Linked DNA regions of Xenopus laevis: region 2 is linked to region 1. Evidence: chromatin contacts called from public Hi-C data. All regions are on one chromosome and are shown on one strand. The core of a region is the stretch at or near the end of the contact, and the rest is flanking DNA. Distances in the headings are between cores, read along the strand shown.

Region 1 (3,084 bases), core at 344-2,843:
AACACAAAGGCTACTAATTAACAAAGCTGATCACTCATAGAAGGATGGTAGTTTAAAAGGTTAAAACGATCCATTACCTTTTCATCAAACTCTTCAATGTGTGGCCTTTTCCTGCTGCTGCCTTTTTTGTTTTTTTGGTTGAATCGGATCCACTTTAAGACCTGAAAAATAAGAAAGACTGCTCAGGAAGCTCTCAGATCTTAATCCATTATAAACTACAACTTCCATCACCTCCAGTGGCTTTCAACTGTGGCTGGGGGATATTGGGAGCTGTAGTTTTTTGGAGCTGGAGTACAGAGCATATGACATCACTGTTTACAGAGTACTCCAGTTGGGTGCAGATGGTCAGAGTAAAGAACTACAAAAACGAGGCTATACATACATTTTTCCATTGCTTTACTGGATGGAAAATAACTGGATATTCTCTGAAAGAACATTCCCGAAAATACTTCGAATGAAGTTGTCATTTATTCTCTCAATATTATGCAGAATATGATAAATTGTACTAGAACTCAAATTAGCTTTCATAAATCAGAATGTATTATGTGATTAATATTTAATTAGGATGCAAGTAGAGCATAAATAATTTACCATTTGCCCCACCCACCTCGCACAGCTTGTTGTAATACTCCCACATGGCACCTAAAGTACTGTAGTTTAACAAAGGAGACTCATTCGGTTTCACTTTACTGATGTTCAGCATATTAATCTGGAATTAATCGGGAATTTCTAGCAGAATATCAATTGCAGTGGGGAGGGGGTGAGTAAATTGGGGAGAAGGAACATAAAAACTAGGATGATTGCAAAAAAAAGGGGGGAATCTATTACAACCCTCTAAGTTACTTAACATTTTAGTAGATCAAAGTCTATGAAAGTTTATTTCTCAAAATGGACTGCAGCTGTTCCGGCTGTCAGAGGGTTAAAGGCACGGTGATGCAGACAATATAGAACAGAGTTCCCCCTTTTGTACCCTCCAGAATAAATGGGAGTTCTGCGTGGCAGGAGGGAAATTACCTGCATTCTTTTGGCAGACAAAGGATATCCCTGACACCCTTTCCTTATCTTCTAATTGATTCCTTTGGTGATGCTGAGCAAGGTGCAATAAGGTGGCTTTTTATTTCAACCAGAGATGCTTAAAGTTCCCATCCACTGTCAATGAAGAGAAGGTGTGCTTTGTAGAAAGTTCATTAAAAAGAAGAGTACTGGTGCTCAGTGCATGCGAGGGCTGGGAGCTTCCAGTAGGCACAAGGCAGGGTGCAACAGGTAAGGGAAGTACAGCAGACACATTCTTACCTCTTCATTCACTTGCTGAACCAGTCGGCATCCTTTCCAAGTCTGGCTTTCCTCCAGCAAGGGCTACAGAAAGAGAAAGAAGCAACAATAAGATGCGCATGGACTCGAACTCTCCATCAGAACTCCCCCAGGCGCAGGCTCAAAGTCCGGCCGCCCGTTGCTGCAGCTGCTGCTGGACTTCATCCCCATCCGTTCATTGCCTAATGTGCATGTCCGACAGGGAACTGGCAGGCACCATGTGGCGCTGCTGGGGAGGCACCTCCACTCTCATACTACTCTCTGTGCGCACTAACTGTGTCTCCTTAGGAAATGAAACACCTCCAGCCCTGGCTTCTGCGGCTGGGGAGGAGCCTGCCCAATACAGTGGGCTGGAGGTATGGGCTTTCCCGGCAACGCTTATTCTTCTTCAGCCACAAACACTTTTCACGGTTCTGATCCTGAGCCCTGAGGTACCTCACTCCCCCCGTAATATGTACTTGGATCTGCTCTGTCACAGAGAACAGCAGCAGCATTTATCTCTAGATGGTACTGGTTAAACTAGTAACACACAGTGCATCGTGTTATCGTTAAAAAAACACACGGAATTTCGTGCAAGGACAGGAACGTACTACCTTTATTCGAATCAGAGTTCTTGTAACAATATACCACACAAACAGACTGTAAGCTCTTGTGAGCATGAATTTCCAGCCCTTGTTTTCATTCTGTTACCCTTGTTTGTGCCAAGATTCTTGTTTCTTGCAGGGCAAGATATCTAGTACAACCTGTTATCGAGAATGCTCGGGACCTAGTGTTTTCCGGATAAGGGGTCTTTCTATAGTTGGGATCTCCATACCTTAAGTTTCCTAAAAAAAATATTTTAACGCTTATTTAAACACAATAGGATTGTTGATTAATTATATCTTAGCTTGGATCACGTATACCACCCTGTTTTATTATTATTATTATTACAGAGATAAAGGAAATCATTTTTAAATATTTGAATTATTTGATTAACACGGAGACTATGGGTAATAGCCTCTCCCCAAAATTTGGAACTTTCTGGCTAACGGGTTTCTGGATAGAAATGCAGGTTTTCAGAAGAAACAAGTGATTTACCCAAGCAGTAGTGATGGGCGAATAAATTAGACTGGCACAAATTTACAGCTGCCGGCGAATAAACTCACGAATCTCCTACGAAAATTCACCAGCGTCAATTTCCGATTTTTTTTAGTGAAACCATTCGAATTTGCTCGATTTTAGTGAGAACGTACGAATTGCTCATTTTTTTCGTGAAACATTCGAATTGCTCTATTTTTTTAGTGAAAACTTTAGAATTGCACGATTTTTTCCTGAAACCATTCGAATTTCACGTTTTATTCGTGAAGTTTCTGAATTTAACAATTTTGCGAATTTTGTGGCGAAGCGAAACTGAAGAAATTCGCCCATCACTACCAAGCAGCTTTCCTTCACTGACTAGAAAGAAGATGATATAAAACACAAAAAAACACCCAGATAAAATGCAGTCAATTCTGCCTGAGCTTTGTCACCATGTGGCAAGCCTTTACAGGATCCCATTTAAGCCACCAACCATCCCTTGGGGTGAAGGATTCCGGCTCCACTTTAGAGCCATTAACACTAGCCATTATTTGCTGCAAAGTGATACACCCCAAACAGCTGCTAATGGGGGTCACAAAACGTCTATTACGGCAATGGTTGCCAGCTGGCCAGTAAATAATATTTAACACCGATGTTATTAAAAGGAAAGAATAATAACAAAGACAGGAGGGTGATGTTTTTTTTTTCCAGAAAAGG
Region 2 (3,084 bases), core at 250-2,749, 110 kb before region 1:
AAAAGTTAGATTGTTCTTGTATTGTATTAACTGGAAATATATCCAGAAAGAGCAGGATAAGAGGAAGACCATTTCCTGTAGAGTTGTTTTTTAGTGGACTTAAGGAAAGGTAATGCAAATTCAAAAAGATCCTTTATCTTGATAAACTCAGATGGCAAGCACTTTGGGGAGATTTATTTGCCCGGCAACTAATCGCCTCTTCTTCGGGCGACTAATCTTCCCGAACAGCCTTCCCGCCGGCTAGAATCTAAATCACCGGCAGGATGGCAGGATGGCACTCGGAGTGCTTCGTTCTCCAAAGTCGCCCGTATTTGCCTCATGTTAGGGCGGGAAGGTTTTCGGGGAGATTAGTCGTCCGAAGAAGAGGCGATTAGTCGCCAGGTGGCTAAATCTCCCCATATTTTAGTGTCCGTCTCTGCCCTTACCTGTATTGTATATATCTATATAGCACTACAAGTGTACATAGTGCTTGGATTAAACTATCATCCTCCGCCAACTTTATTTAATTCTTACAGTAATTTGGTTTGAGTATATTGTATTTTTATGCAACTTGAATGGCTTTATAGAGACCAAGCGCAAACTCCTAGAGATTACAGTTTATTTGATATTGCACCAACTGCTGATGCTGCTATGAATTATTTATTTTTTTAGGCATTAAAACTAAACAAAATTCCATAATCATGCTATTTTTTAAGTGAGTATTCATTAAGGGATAGAAATACCTATTATAGGTTTTATAGGGTGGAGAATTTCCTTCAATTGGTTAATTAAGGGATATGATTTGAGTATGTAATGCTTTACAATGCAATGGGCACAAACAAGGGCACAGTATGGTACAGTAGTTAAATGGCTACAAAGGAGGCATATAACTCTAATAGCAACACATAGACTGGCTAAAAGTAAATAATGTTATAGAAATTAAAACAAAACATTAAATGAAAAACCTGTCTGCTTTGTTTTTGAACTTTTTAAAATACATTTTTAAAAAACAAACAGCCAATTAAATCTTTAAGTGCCACAGCTCTTAGAGTCTATGATGTAGTACTACTGGGTAATAAAATGAAGCTCCCATGCTCCCTGCTCATTTCCGTGCCTCTAGGCCAGTGATCTCCAACCAGTTGCTCGCGAGCAACATGTTGCTCCCCAATCCCTTGGATATTTATTACTCCCAGTGGCCTCAAAGCAGGGAATTCCAGGCTTGGAGGCAAGTTCTAATTGCATAAAAAAACCAGGTGTCCCCCATAGTTTTTAAGATGTAAATGCTTCCATGCTGGAATCAACCAATTAGAGCAGATAAAATCTGTCAGTGTCTCACAGCATGAGTGTATTAGTTGCAGCCAAATGTTAACTTAAGCAACACACAAATTTCTGGTTTGTAAATCTGTATATTCCTAAAGTTATCATTAGTGTACTAAAAGAAGTGCCAGCAATGCCCTGAATTATCCACTGGGTGGCTTACTTTCTAAGTGACCTAGTCTAGATGCAGTAAAAAAGTGCAAATGAACGCTCATGTCGTGCTGCATTTTTTAATGTTATATGGACTATATATACATAAATCTTTGACAAACCTGTAATTGACTTGTCTGCTAAATGGTCCTCTTGTTATGGTAAATCATTGCTGAAAGTGTCAGAATAAACCAGTCGGGAAATGTCTAGTAGTGTTTCAGGGACGGGAAAAATTGTCACCCTGCGGTTTTTAAGTTTAGTCAGTCCTTGTGCTAGATTTAGCAGACATAGAAGTGAACTGGTTCATTGAAGATGATGTAAAATCATTTTATAATTAGTATGTCATGGTGAGATGGGGAAAACTTTTTTATTTCATATTGAAATATTTTCTTTGAGCAGTATGACTGCATATGCGTGTGTCCTTTCTGTGACCTGTGGCCTATGACTCCATATTTATTTAAACAAGTGCATGTGTTACTAGAAAAAAAAGCATTATAATTATCTGAAAGTCTTGGGTTTTCTAGTGTTTTTATTTAGATCTTTGAGACAAATATAGTTATGTAATAAAAGGCGCAGTGTTTGCCTGAGATCTAGTATTCCACAGATGTTTCCTTTCAAACAAATGACCAGTAAATGCTACCTGAAGATTGGATGCCTTGGATTATTAGACCTTCTATTACATTACCCATTAGCACCTACATTCTTTGATTTATTGGAAAATGCCATTGCAGTAACTGTGAAATACAGCAGGAAACATGAATCTTCTAGAAGAGTAATAATGGTATTTTTTACCTTTCTGGACAGCACTGTTTAATGTAAGTATTTTTTATACCCAGGAATGCTATTCTGGAGAGTGATGGGAACATCAAGGTTATAACAGTTGTACGGTTATTTACCCATTTATTTATCCACATTTACCAGAAGAATAACACACAGGTAATATGATAGTTATGGGTGACCAAGCCTGCGGGCGTACATAATTTCCATGCTCATCAAACCTTTTCATTGTCCCCTGTTGCTCTGTGAATGGGGACAACATCAGACTTAGGGCAGAGACACACGCTGTTATTTAGGGAGATTAGTCGGCCATCGACAAATTGCTTCTTCGGGCGACTAATCTCCCCAAACTGCCTTCCCACCGGCTAGAATGTAAATCGCCGCATGATGGCACTCGGAACACTTCATTTTCCAAAATCGTCCGAATGTTGCCTCACGAGGAAACTTCGGGTGACTTCAGAAAGCCAAAGCTAGAATGTAAATCGCCGGCGGGAAGGCAGTTTGGGGAGGTTAGTCACCTGAAGAAGAAGCAATTTTTCACTGGTTGACTATTCTCCCGAAATAGCAGCGTTTCTCTGCCCTAAATGTCACTCTGTTCAGGGCAGAAATGTTTTTTAGAAAGGGAAAACACTATTTTGAATGGACTTATACGTACTGGCTTTTTCTTGTCCCTTTTAAGAGTTTGATTAGCTCTAAACCTTGCATAGTGATCACACGTCTATGTCATATTAAAACATATTCACAAACAATTATTTGGGCTTTTTTTGGTTTTCTTTACATGTGCATTCATCTGCTTTGTGAGAACTGGTTGGACTAGGAACATGATTGAATTGCTTTGAACACTGAGCTCTGAAAGGTGCA

The links. A called contact is a pair of places that touch in the nucleus more often than the background predicts.
Region 2: a Hi-C map of the XTC cell line shows a contact between it and region 1, with 3 times the contacts expected there. The contact joins two enhancer-like sites. A contact is called at or near these places in 2 of 4 Hi-C or Micro-C datasets (the XL177 cell line and the XTC cell line).

The regions. Positions count from the first base shown.
Region 1 is chr1L:146,651,605-146,654,688 of Xenopus_laevis_v10.1, reverse strand. It overlaps LOC121394205 (aminopeptidase O-like), which reads right to left. Exons shown (of 15, transcript XM_041564512.1): 11 at 1,294-1,356; 12 at 78-161. Among protein-coding and RNA genes, the nearest start is that of fancc.L, 160 kb to the left of the region's middle. Within about 2 kb of position 1,593, at least 5 of the 7 cell types and tissues checked have an H3K27ac peak or open chromatin away from gene starts, as enhancers often do.
Region 2 is chr1L:146,765,321-146,768,404 of Xenopus_laevis_v10.1, reverse strand. fancc.L (FA complementation group C L homeolog) reads left to right here. Exons shown (of 13, transcript NM_001171869.1): 9 at 2,283-2,382. Among protein-coding and RNA genes, the nearest start is that of fancc.L, 46 kb to the left of the region's middle. Within about 2 kb of position 1,499, at least 1 of the 7 cell types and tissues checked has an H3K27ac peak or open chromatin away from gene starts, as enhancers often do.